Regions from separate parts of the Rattus norvegicus genome. Here region 1 is linked to region 2. A link is a contact called in public Hi-C data. All regions are on one chromosome and are shown on one strand. The core of a region is the stretch at or near the end of the contact, and the rest is flanking DNA. Distances in the headings are between cores, read along the strand shown.

What was found. A called contact is a pair of places that touch in the nucleus more often than the background predicts.
Region 1: a Hi-C map of liver shows a contact between it and region 2, with 9 times the contacts expected there. The contact joins the enhancer-like site here to the promoter of Pard3 in region 2. A contact is called at or near these places in 9 of 12 Hi-C or Micro-C datasets (the A7r5 cell line, Schwann cells, frontal cortex and 5 more) and 1 of 1 datasets of contacts at active chromatin or transcription factors (oligodendrocytes).

What each region holds. Positions count from the first base shown.
Region 1 is chr19:72,050,741-72,057,290 of GRCr8, reverse strand. The region is part of intron 1 of Pard3 (par-3 family cell polarity regulator); the gene reads right to left. Among named protein-coding and RNA genes, the nearest start is that of Pard3, 77 kb to the right of the region's middle. Within about 2 kb of position 1,805, at least 3 of the 93 cell types and tissues checked have an H3K27ac peak or open chromatin away from gene starts, as enhancers often do. A contact at or near this core is called in liver, where this site is marked.
Region 2 is chr19:71,974,266-71,980,342 of GRCr8, reverse strand. It overlaps Pard3 (par-3 family cell polarity regulator), which reads right to left and starts at 2,840. Exons shown (of 25, transcript NM_031235.2): 1 at 2,462-2,840. The coding sequence starts at 2,581.

The DNA.
Region 1 (6,550 bases), core at 556-3,055, 78 kb before region 2:
ACACACACACTCGACTTTCCAACCCATGCTTGCTTTAAACAGCTTGCCCATCCCCCCACCCCCCATTCTCTTGCCTATTTCCCTCCACTCCTCCGACACCTCATCTTACTGGAGAAGTCTTTTCTTTGCAGTACTGAAGTAGAGCCCAGACCCCAGCAGACAGATAAGAATTCTACCACTCAGCTCCGTTCTGATTTTGTTGACTCTTGCTCCTTTAAGATGCTCCTGTATTTCTAAATCTGTCAGAAAAAAAGAATTCTAAGTCTTCTAATGACTTCGTCTAAACTTTTCAGTAAAGTACTGAATTATAAGTAACCGCCTATCCTGTCCCTGATCCCAATCAAATATTCAAACAACCTGATTGCCACTTCGGTAAGCAGGGTGCACACACCCAAAAAGAAAAAAATTTCAAAGATGCAGAAACGTCAATAAGATGTTTACTAATCAAATGGGTCGGTTTTCATAAAGCAAGGATCTTAATATTTGGCACGTGACATGGATTTGCACATTTATTATGTGTAATTTCAAGACAAAAGATGGAAAGGAGCACTGTCAATGGGCTACCTCCCACAAGCAATCCCACACACTCTGTCAGGAGAGTTCTGTGTCAACCTGACACAAGCCAGAGTCATCTCAGAGGAGGAGCCTCTGTAAGACTGTAGCTAAACCTGTAGGACGTTTTCTTAATTAGTGATTGGCGGGGGAGGGCCCAGCCTATTATAGTTGGGGTCACCCTGGGTTCTAAAAGAAGCTGGCTGAGCAAGCCATAGGGAGCAAGCTAGTAGAGAGAAGTAGCACTCTTCTGTGGCCTCTGCATCAGCTCCTGCCCGAGGGTTCCTGCTCTGTCTGAGTTTCTGTCCTTGATTTCCTTCAGTGACACTGAAGCCTAAGCCATATAAACCCTTTCCTCCCCAAGTTGCTCTAGTCATGGTGTCTCATCACAGCAACGGTAACCCTAGCCCTAACCAGCAGACACATCCCGCAGTCTACTGGATGCTGTGGGCCAAAGAACAAAGCAAGACTAAGGAGACAACACCCAAGCCAGGCATGGCAATTTCTGTTTTGTGAGCTTCACAGGTTCTCAGGCATGAAAATGGACGCCTAGGAGCTAAATGTAAGGACAGTCAGAGGAAACGCTTCACGGCCATTTCCCTAGTTTTCACTCAGAGAAATGCAGCAGTACCTAATTTGCATAGGCGCAAGAAGGGTTCAATGAACCCAATAGTTTAAAGTAGTTTAAAATGGGGGAAATGGCTAGCACACCCCTGTCCTCGCAGTATGCAGGAAGCTGAGGTAGGAGAATAATGAGTTAAGAGTCCAGCCTGAGAGTAAGACCCAGTCTCAGGAAAAAGATGATAGATGGTTAGGCTACCTGAAAGAAAGAAAGAAAGAAAGAAAGAGAGAGAGAGAGAGAGAGAGAGAGAGAGAAAGGTAGGTATTGTGATTATCTGTGCAATTCAACTATGAGATGCAAGCTTCAAAAACTAAAGTATTTCAAATAGCTCTGGGCCTCTAGTCACTGCTCAGAAACCTGAGCCAAGATCATCAAAGGGGGACTTAGGCTTCTCAGCCATGTGAACCTGTTTTATGCTGTGAAATCTTTTGAGAAGACTTAAATATTCAATGTCAATCTGTCTTTAAAGACACCGAGGAATCCTCAGATCTATCAGCTTAACCAGAAGTTATCAGTTAGTTAATCAGTAGCTACCAGTTAGTTAACCAGTAGTTACCTGCCAGGGCAACCCAGACACACTAAGGGAGGTATACAGTTGGGGCCAACAGGATGACAGGTTTCCCATGACTGAGAAACAAAAGTTACTGTGCAAACAAGCGATGTCGCCACAGCTCCTGAAACAGCATTTATTTACCTGACTGGCTGATGTGACTAATTCTGCTGTCTTGGGCTAACACTTGGAGGGGTCAGTGGGGAGCCCACACTCCCCCATAACAGGAAAAGGTGGTATCTATGTATCAATTTCTAAAGATAGGAATGAGTTTGAGTCCTTGCAGCTTTAAAGTTCTCTGTGGATAATCAATGGATCGCTCACGATTTCTGCCTAAAATATGTTCCGGTCGTCCACAGAAGCCATGCCATTTCCTAAAGCTCTCTGCTGTGGCTATTTTTTGACCCACATTAGAGCAAACAGAGGCAATGATATCTGAAAACTCAGCCTTGCATCTCACAGTTTACTATGCTGGCATCACGGCCTTACATTTCCCTCCCTGAGGACAGACTTCCAAGGCTTCTGTAACTGCGCAGTCTCAGAGGCCTCAAGGGCCTCTTTCCCTGCCTGTCCGCAGACCTCCCTTTTCAGCATCTGCTCTGTCGGTAACAAACTTAGTAGGTTTGGACAGCAAAAATCCCTCAGCTATGGCTCCACCTGTCCAGTAAGGAACTGATGCAAAATCACTAATGTTGGGGGTCTAAATCTCGGCTCGCTTCCCAGACAGAACACACCAAGCTAACATGTTTCCACGTGGGGAGGTTTAACGAGAGAAGAGTAGAAGAGAGGAGGAACAAAGGCCAGCCATGAGCATGTGGAGGGAAGGCGGGGAAGGGGAGAGAAGGGACAAAGGGGAAGAGCAGGGAAGAGAAGAGAGCAAAGAGCAAGAGAGAGCAAGAGGGGGTCAAGCAGCCCCTTATATAGTGTCAGGCACAACCGGCTGTTGCCAGGCAACTGTGGGGCGGAGCATACCTTGCTGTTGCCAGGCAACTGTGGGGCGGAGCATACCTGGCTGCTGCTAGGTACATGTGGGGGTGGAGCTTAGATAGAATACCAACAGCTAACATGCTTGCCCTTTGGCCCGCAAAAAATTCAGCCAACTTGAGCCAGGGAGGCAACTCAGTCAAAAAGGTGCTGTGCCTGGCCAGCGGGGGGCGGAACTTCAATTCCCCAGGACTCTTAAGACCAAGGATAGTAGCACCCACTTGCCATCCTGCTATGGGGGAGATGGGGACAGGTGGATCCCTAGGGCTGGCCGGCAGCCACCCAAGCCTACATGGTTATCTCCATAAGCCAGAGAAATCCCGTCTCAGAAAACCAAAATGGACAACCTGAAAGAGAACATCCAAGAGACATCCACATACCTACCCATGCTCATGAACATGTATGATGCGCGCACACACACACACACACACACACACACACACACACACACTTACTTCCCCATACCATTTTATGCAGTGTAGTGGGTGAATCTGTCATGGAAAGACTCTCCTTGGCACAAGGGCCGCAGGCACACACGCCTACGGGCACCTCAGAAGCCACTGGAGCAGGCAGGAAAGGAGAAGCCTGGTTCTGTGTGACAGTGTGAAAGTCATTCCTTTCTAACACCCTCTCTGTGGCCAGGGCATGCCTGGCCAGACCCCAGTGGGTCATTCCTTTATAACCAGGCACACACGGAGGCATAGAGCGACTCCCTTGGACTTTTGAAATGGCTGGCATTCACTGAGCTGATGCAAGTCTGAACACAAGTCAATAGGCAGATGGGTTCGTTTGAAAAAATATATATATATATGATCCAAGTTTATAAACAGATGATTTATGAGCACTTTGAAGTCCTTAAGATTTTTCTTTCTGTCCTTGCCTCACCTCTCTCTGCTCTAAATCCTATATGCTGATGCCAGAATAAAATCCTGCCAGTGCTGTTCACGTATCCTTCAGTTTGAGGATAAGATGTGGGGTGCTCTCGGCCTCTCCTCCTGGGCTGGCACGTGGTCTAACTCCATCCTCAGGGAGAGGGGGAGGGAAGAAGGGAGGAGGGGAGACAGAGAGAGGGAGGGAGAGGGAGGGAGGAAGGGAACTTACAATTAATAAAATAGCCTTTTAGAAAACACTTCCAGCTGGTTGTGGTAGCACATGCCTGTAGGATTTGCTGAAGGAAGTGGAGGCAGGAGGATCATCATGAGTTTGGGGTCAGCCTGGACTACACATTTAGAGAACACTGCCAAAGATGGCAGCCAACCAAATTACATAGCGAGTGCTTCAAGGTGGGCCAGGTGATTCACTGGATAAGGACAGTTGTCACACAAGCATGACAACTTCTGAACTTCTGTGTGTGCCATGAGATGCACACAGGCAGGCACGCAGGCACACACACACACTCACACACTCACATACACATATTCACATACACATACTCACATAAACACACTCACATACACACACTCACATACACACTCACACACACTCACATACACACACTCACATATACACACACATACACATACACTCACATACACACAATCACATACACACACACACACTCACACACACACACCAGCATATATACTCACAGTGAAATACACAACTCTGACATACAGAATCATTTGTAAGCTTCATCCAAATAAAAAGATGAACTCACTAGTGGCCAGCTCTCCCACATAGGGAACGTCCAGGTTGCAGAGACAGAGCAAACCCTGTTCTGCCCTGATCCCGTCCTAACTGATGAGCCACGAAAGCAAACGGCAGCCGCTGCACAGCGCTCACACTAAGGGCCATGGAGTGCCTGCCTCCTTTAACTCCGTATCGATGCTGCCACTGCATTCCTGAACTTTCCCTGCTCATCCCCCAGAAGCAGAAATAAAAAGATCCATATGTTCGCTGAGGATATAAATTATCTAGATAACGTGTTGTGTTTAACACAGCATCGGGAGTTTTATGCCAGGAAATTATCCTTACAGAGAAATCCTTAAAGTCCTACAGTCACCCGACATCTCTGAAGACATAAAAACCAAGAAAGAGTGAGGCTGTGGAAATCTGAAATATCTTAAATGCAAGATGGAATCTAAGCATTCCAACACACTCTGAGTTGTGAGGTTGAAATCCCCCCCCCCAGGTTTGCACTTAACTGAAGACTCATTAAAGGAAGTTACACCCTGCAAATTGATTTAACCGTTTGAGATGAGAAGACCTACCCCAACTCTGAGCCACCTTCTGTTGGCAACCCTCTTAAAAAGACAAGAAAGGAAGGAAGCATTTTACCCTCACTCTAGCTGACAAGTTCATCCATCCCGCTGGAGAGGCTTTCTTTTTGCCTACATTAGAGCCTACTTCTTCAGGATTCTCACACGGCCTGAAGACCAGCTGAGACATTCACCCTCCTGGGTGGAACAAATACCAGATTCTTGGCCTTTCTGTCTGGAGACAGCCATTGTTGGACTAGCCAGACCACAGTCCAAGAAGCCACTCTAATAAATCCCCTCTTGATACACATACACACACACACACACACACACACACACACACACACACACACACACACACACTACAGAGTCATTCTCTCCGTTCTGTTCCTCTAGAGAACCTGACTAAAACAATTCCTGGGAGAAAAACGTGAGGATAAAATGGCATTTGCGTGATGCTGATGAAGACGACACCCAGAAACTGCATGCACGTACACAGACTAGACTTTCGGCAAATTAAAGCAGACTTCCATCATTTTTTGAGTTGCCCAAACCTTATGAGCGAATTTACAATTTGAGGAAGAAACCAGGTGAGTTTCCTCCTTCCACGGGCTATAAACGCCTCTCTGTTCACTTGCCTCATGGCTTCTCACTCATGGCTTAATTAGAGTTAGCCAGGCTCAGGAGGAAGTTCCAGAGAACTCTCCGCCCATTCCTTTGCCATCACTCCAACCCCCACCGCACCCCACCCCACCCCACCCCTGCCCCAAGCACCTAAAACACAGACTCCAGCAGCAAGCCTCCCTGGCTCCTGGCCAGAGACAGGGCTCTGTGCCTAATCCAATCCCTTTTCTGACTAGAATTAGAAGCAAAAACAGTCCCACACACATCCAGACATTCTCTCCACAGAATAAAGTTATGAGTCAGTAATGCACATCTTATGAAAAATCTCTCGACGTGTTTCATATTGGAAAATTTGGGAATTAGTCCTTGGTAGCCAGTGGGTAAAAGAACTCAGAGAGATTAGAAGTTTCCTGAACTCGAACTACATAATAATAAAACTGCAACCTGCTAAAATTTATGGATTGCAGCTAAAACCTGACAAGGAACCTGCAGCTTTAAATGCCGACACCAGGACCATGAAGACATGAGAACAATTACCTAAGTGTGCCTGAGGCACTTAAAGAAGAATGCCATAGGAAGTCAAAGGGAAGAAATAATAAAGTCAAACTGCAAAGTAACTACATAGAAAATAGACAAGCATGTAATGTCAAGCAGACCCAGCATGCTCGGAAACTGGTCAGTACCCTCGGAACCAATCAGGGGAAAAGAAAAAGTCAGCATTAACAGGCTGAGGACTCGCCTAAGTTAGAAAGCGCTTGCCTTGTGCGTGTGAAGCCGTGCGCTCCTGTAAAAAGTCAGGCTTGGTGGTAGCACCGGTGTGCGGTGAGATCCCAACACTGGATTAAAGCAGAGTCAAGAGGATATACATGGCCCATTAACCAGCCAGCTTGGCATTCTGGTAGATTCCAAGCCAATGAGAACCCCCCCCCTCAAAAAACATTTCTTTTTAATTTTTAAGAGAAGGGAGACAATGTTGTGTTTTATTAAAAAAGGGAAGGCAGGAGTTGGTGGAGGCGTGGT
Region 2 (6,077 bases), core at 1,591-4,090:
TTATTTTATTTTGAGACAGGTTCTCACTATGCAGCTTTGCGTGGCCTGGAGCTCACTCTGCAGATGAGGTTGATCTTGAACTCAGCAGAGATTCACCTGCCTCTGCCTCCAAGTTGGGAGATTAAGCTATGTGTCATGAGCCCAGCCCTGTGAACACTTATGAGTCAAAAGTCTTGTGATCCAACAGTTCAACTGCGAATGCTGCAAAAATCTATCTTTTGCAAAGAGAGGTATATGTAGCCCTGACTGGCCTTGAATTCCAGATTTGTAAGATTTTATCAAATCTTTCTTTTTAAAGTGCAGAGAGAAAAGATACCCAGCAATGACTTTTGGCCTCTGAACACATACAGAAAGATACACACACACACACACACACACACACACACACACACATAACACACACACATACACACACACCACACACACACACACACAACACACACACACACACACCCCACCTCCTAAACTGAGTTTTTGGAACCAGTCAATCACCCTTGACTGCCTTATCTGTAACTCCAATGTCACAATCTCTCATTCCTCCCACCCGGTCTTCTCACAACTGTTAGTCACACAGCCCGTCTACTCTTTCTGCGACCCTTTCACCACCCCTCTCCCTTCGCTGTGGAACAGTCACTGCTGATAGTGAAGACCAGCCCACATCTATCAGCAAGAGCCCTCAACTCCATCCTTCAACCTCCCCGGGACAACATCTCCCCACGGCAAACACCACAGCTGTCCTCACCTGAGGAATCACAAGAACCTTGTCTCAGACTCTCACAATCTATCATCTACAACGAAGCCCATGGATCCCTTTGATGCCCAGCACCCACAACACAATAAATACTCAATATGACTTGAAATAGTGAGTGTTTAATTCCTATGGAAAATCAGTAATGCAGTCAGTCAGTGGCCTGTGTGTATTTCCCAACAGGCAACTTGACCATTGCCCAGGGTGTGCAAGATAAAACACGGCTAGTTTTACAAACAAAATCAGCGAAGCAGAGGCCAACATTGTCATGCTGTCTGAGCTGGAAGTAGGCGCACCTCTATATTCTACATATGTTACTGCCATTTTTCTTTTCTTTCACAACTAATGGTGTTCGTCGGCAGAATACAAAGACAGCCTGGTTTTCCCTTACAATGTTAAATCACCAACTGTCAGTCAGAAATGATGCTTAAAACACTTAAGTGTGAAGTTACAGAGGATTTCCCCTCTTGTCAGCTTTACAAGATAAACAGGTGCCCAATTTCCACTAACGTTGTTTGATTTTTCAATGAGTTCGACCAACTGGAAGAACACTTACAGCTGTTGAACTCGGCATCTCCTATCCCTGTACCAGATTCCCAACCATCACCCAAAGTTTCCTTAAAAGAAAAAAAAAAAATCTTGTTATTTTTCCAACACAGACTAAAAACAAAACAAAACAATGGTGTAACCATTTTGCCCTTTCTTAATTTCAGAGAAAAATGGAGGGTGGCCCATGAGCATTCGGCGACATAGGCAGACAAAGCCACCTTTTCCTCTTGCTTGCTTCCGAAGTCACAGAAGGCAGGCCACTGAACAGACAACAGACAGGGAAATACCAAAGGGAACACATTCCACTCTCATACAAAGGAAATATCCTCAGGTGCTAGAACGAAACTTCAGCGTGGGCTGTTGTCAAACACAGAGGGTAAAAGAACCTACAAAACGCCCTTCCACTTCTGACCTATTATGGAGGAATGCGGTTTAATGGAGACAATGTTCTTTATGAGGAAAACAGAGAAATCGAGGATACTCCGACCCCAGGCCCACACTGGAGCACATCCAGCTAGGTATGGGTAAAGATCCAGAGGGAGTTAGCTCATGGGCTAAGCGAGTCTAGGCTGAGGTGTTTTAAGGAGCCGAGCACCAGAGCCACTCCATCGCCCCCACCTTAGCCCATCAGCCTGGCCGACCCAACCAGGGCTGCCCGCGCGACCCGGAGATCCCGCAAGAACACAGAGGGTACATGGCCCGCCTGCGGCTCCCGCGTGTACCAGATCGCTCAACTCTTTCCACACACCCCAAAGTTCCGTAGGCAACCCTCCGGGACAGGCCTGCTCCGGGAGAGGCCTGGAGCTGGATTGCCAGGACCCGCAGACGGTCGGGCAGAGGCGCCCCGCCAGGCAGCGCCGCGCCTCCCGCGTGCCGCACTCTGCTTCGCCCGGTGCCGGCTCTGAGCACCCGGCCGCCCACTCCTAAGCCCGGAAGACCCAGACAGTGTCCAGAGACCGCGCGGGTGGCGATCGCGGCCCAGCTGGAGAGCGCCGAGAACTTTACGGCCGCGGGTCCGGGCCGGGGGCGCCGGCGAGGCGGCCCAGCTGCCGCACTTTCCCTTTCCCCGCCTCCCGGTCTCCCTCCTCCGTCTCCAGGAAGCGCCATATTGATCCCCGCGCCTTTCCCCCGTCCGCTCCCCGCCGCGCGCCCCAGGCCACTCACCTTGGCCACGGCCTTCCGGTAGCGGGTCACCGCCTGCTGGATAAGGCTGAAAACTTTCATGCGGCCATCTCCGCACGGCACGACCACCCGGGTCCTCCCGAAGCACACGGTCACTTTCATGCCGCCGTCCCTCGCCGTCCGTGGCCCGAGCGCCGCTGGGCCGGGAGACTGTACGCAGGGCGCGGTGGGGCCGCTGCGCCGGCGCGCCGGCGGCTAGGGGCGCGAGCAGGCGGCCGCACAGAGCTGCCCGGCTACCATGTCCAGCCCGGCCGCCTTCACTTGCCCTCGCCTGTCCCCGCCCGGGCGCCTGCAGCCTCCGGCCACCTGTTCGGCGTCTCGGCGTCTTGGCGCGCTCGGCGGCGGCCCGGGGCCGTGTGGCGCTAGCGCTTAGTCGGGACTCCGAGGAGGGGACGGCGAGGCAGGGAGGAGGAGCAGCAGAGGGCTGGGCGCACAGCACCGCGCGCAGGCGGCAGGAGGAGGCGCAGGGCGGGGCGCCCCGAGGCCTCCGCCGCTGCCCGGCTGCTCGGTTCACCGCACGGCGACGCGCGTCGCAACCCGCGGCGCTGTGCTTGGGCCTGCGCGGGGCAGGGCGCGTCCTCCTCCAACCCACTTGCCGTAGGCTGCTCTAGGAGGTCTACTCCGGGACGCCCCACCCTCACCCCCAGAGGTCTCCAACGAGGTCCTCTTCCTTTCTTTGTGACTTTTAATCCCCTTCCTGGGAGAAAGCAGTTTAAGTTCGGAAACGCTTTTAAAGCCCGAGAGCCACTGAGCCGCGCTCGCGAAGAATGGAAGCGGACTATGGAGGAAGCTCCAAGCCAGGTCTCTCTCTGCCCCGCGGCAAGGCAGGGTTTCTATCCTAAGTGCCTGACTCCGGTGCAAGGCCGGGCGGCGCTGTTCTGTAGCAGAGATTAATTGGCTGCTCCCGAGAAAGGTTGGAGACGCGTGGACGCCCTGGTACTTCCTCTTGAGGCCACTATTTACCTAAAAGTTTCTTGGTGACCCACTTGTTTAAATAAGCAGGACTTAACACCGCAGTTCAAATACATCTGTTTCTTGAAAATTCCTCAATCTAAGCAACCTAAAACCCTCTGAAAAAATACCGCCCGAATGCTCAAAGGGAAGGCTGTTCTAGATAGGATATTCCCTCGCTGCTAAGGCTGCCTCATAATTCACTGACACACCCCCAACTCCAAAGAAAGTGGGTGATATACAAATTCTAAGATGTTTAATAACAACGTGGACCAAGTCTAGACAAGTGACTGGAGCTGCTTTCCGTCTTTCTTAGAAGATGTGGTCCCTAAATAAATGTTAACGTTGTCTTCAAAGAATGGCAAACTTCAAGAGAGCCACTCGCTGATGACCCGAGTTTATCTCACACAATACAGTAAGTTCAGTTTGGCAGTTAATTTGCATGATATTTTGAGCCTGTTAAAGCGCCTGTGAACCCCAGGATTTGAGCACTTACAGCTGGTGCTGTTGTCCATCCATCCCTCCTCCCTTTTTAAAATAAGCAAAACAAAGAAGTCCTTTGGCTTTTCAGAATCCTGCAGTCTCCTTGGCCTTGCGGCTCTAGGTCAGAGGAAACATCACATTTTTTCCCGTCTGACTACTCTTAGTCCACCGGATGATCGCCGATCCCAGCAAACGATACCATCATGAATCATCCTCTCAGGTGTCCGTCGAGAATTCACTCTCCCAAAGCCCACAAGAGAATGCTTGAAGGCACGCAGCCTTGGGAAAGACTCTTATTACCTCTACATGACTACATCATTCTACTTGTCTTCAAGTGATTATGCTGGTCACACTATGTCAGTGAGTCCTGCTGAGGTTTTCTTGTTTTGGACTTTAGCAATGCTTGGGTCCATGGGCCAGCAAGACGGCTCAGCCTGCATTCTAACTGAATTCTGAATTCTAACTCCAGATCCCACCAGATCCCACGTGATGGGAAAAGAGAACTGCCCCACAGTTGTTCGCTGACCTACACACACACACACACACAGACACACACACACAGAGAGACACACACACAGAGAGAGAGAGAGAGAGAGAGAGAAAAGAGAGAGAATAGAGAATAATTAAATAAAATATAAATAAAAACACTTTCGCCCACAAATAATTATGGGTAATTAGAGTTGGTGTTTCTGTTTTTCCACATGGGAGGAGTATAAAGTTGCTAGTGGGCTTTGTCAAAAAAAAAATAGCACTGATTTAAATTAAGTTCTAAGTTTTAACACTAGTACTTTCAACTGTGATGTTCACACCCTCTCCAGCCTTGTCTTTACCAGCTGAGGAAAGAAATTGGTGAGACGCATCTCATAAATTGTGAGGATCGAACAAAATTTTATATTAAAAATCTTAATATATGCTAGTACGTGAGAGCACATAATATAAGCAGCCATGGTTTAAAGGATGCTAACAAATGACTGAGGAAGGTGAGCAAAGAAATCTCAAAGTCAGAGGCATAACTGGGCAAGGGCTGGGATATACCTAATAGAATGCTTATCTAATATGTCCAAAGCCCTGTGTTTGGTCTCTAACGCTCCATTAAAAACTGGCTCTCGTGGTCCACATCTGTAACCCCAACATATAGCAAGTAATTTAAAGATACATAGCAGGTAGTTCACAAACATATAGCAAAGTTCAAGAACAGCCTGGACTACATGAGACCCTGTACTGTAAATAATAATGGTGATGGTGATGGTGGTGGTGGTGGTGGTGGTGGTGGTGGTGGTGGTGGTGGTGATGATGATGAATACTTTATCTGGCTAGTTGAATAGAGATATGGTTATCATTAATCGTATACATCACAGTTGAAGATGTCCTAAGCTTTGATAAACAGCTAAAGAGATGTCAATCAAATGTCTCCTCTCTTGAAAGTGTGCCTCCCTCCCTAGTACAGCACCTTCAACTTGAGGTCCTGAAACATGGTAACATCTTAAAATGTAATTGCTGGAATATTTACCATATACTAACCTTTCCATAGCTCACTGGTGTAGTTCTGTAACATCCTCAAAGCTTTTGTTAGGTGGGTGGGCTCAGTGCCTGCAGGCGGGACTGAATTCCCATGCCTTGGAGTCTTGAGACATCTTTCCATTCAGATCCTAAACCAGCCATATTGAGTAATTGTACTGAGTCCTTTTTTTTTTCTTCTAGATATAGTTTCTCGTAGTTTCTCATGTCCAGGACTGGTCTTTAACTCATTATGTACTTAAGGATGATCTTGAAATTCTGAATCCCTTCCCCTACCCTCCAAGTGCTGGATTACAAGAATGTGCCACCACCCTTGGTTTACAAAATGCTGGTGGTATTATTATCTGGGGCTTTATACGTTCTGACCAAGCATTCTGCCAACTCAGATGTATCATTAGTCCCTGCTTTTTACATACATGAACAATGAATATGCTAAAAATTAATAAAAAACTAATGCTTTGTAATTTTTTAGATGCCAGACACTTTGCTGTCTTAAAAAAAACATAAAATTCTATGACAAATAATTTATTTCTGCCACTATATTCCTCAAATAACATCTAACCATAAAGATGGATCATAGCCAAACCTCCTTCATGTCAATAAAATATTCAGCTTAGCAAATAGCTTCTCGTCTGAGGTAAGCACT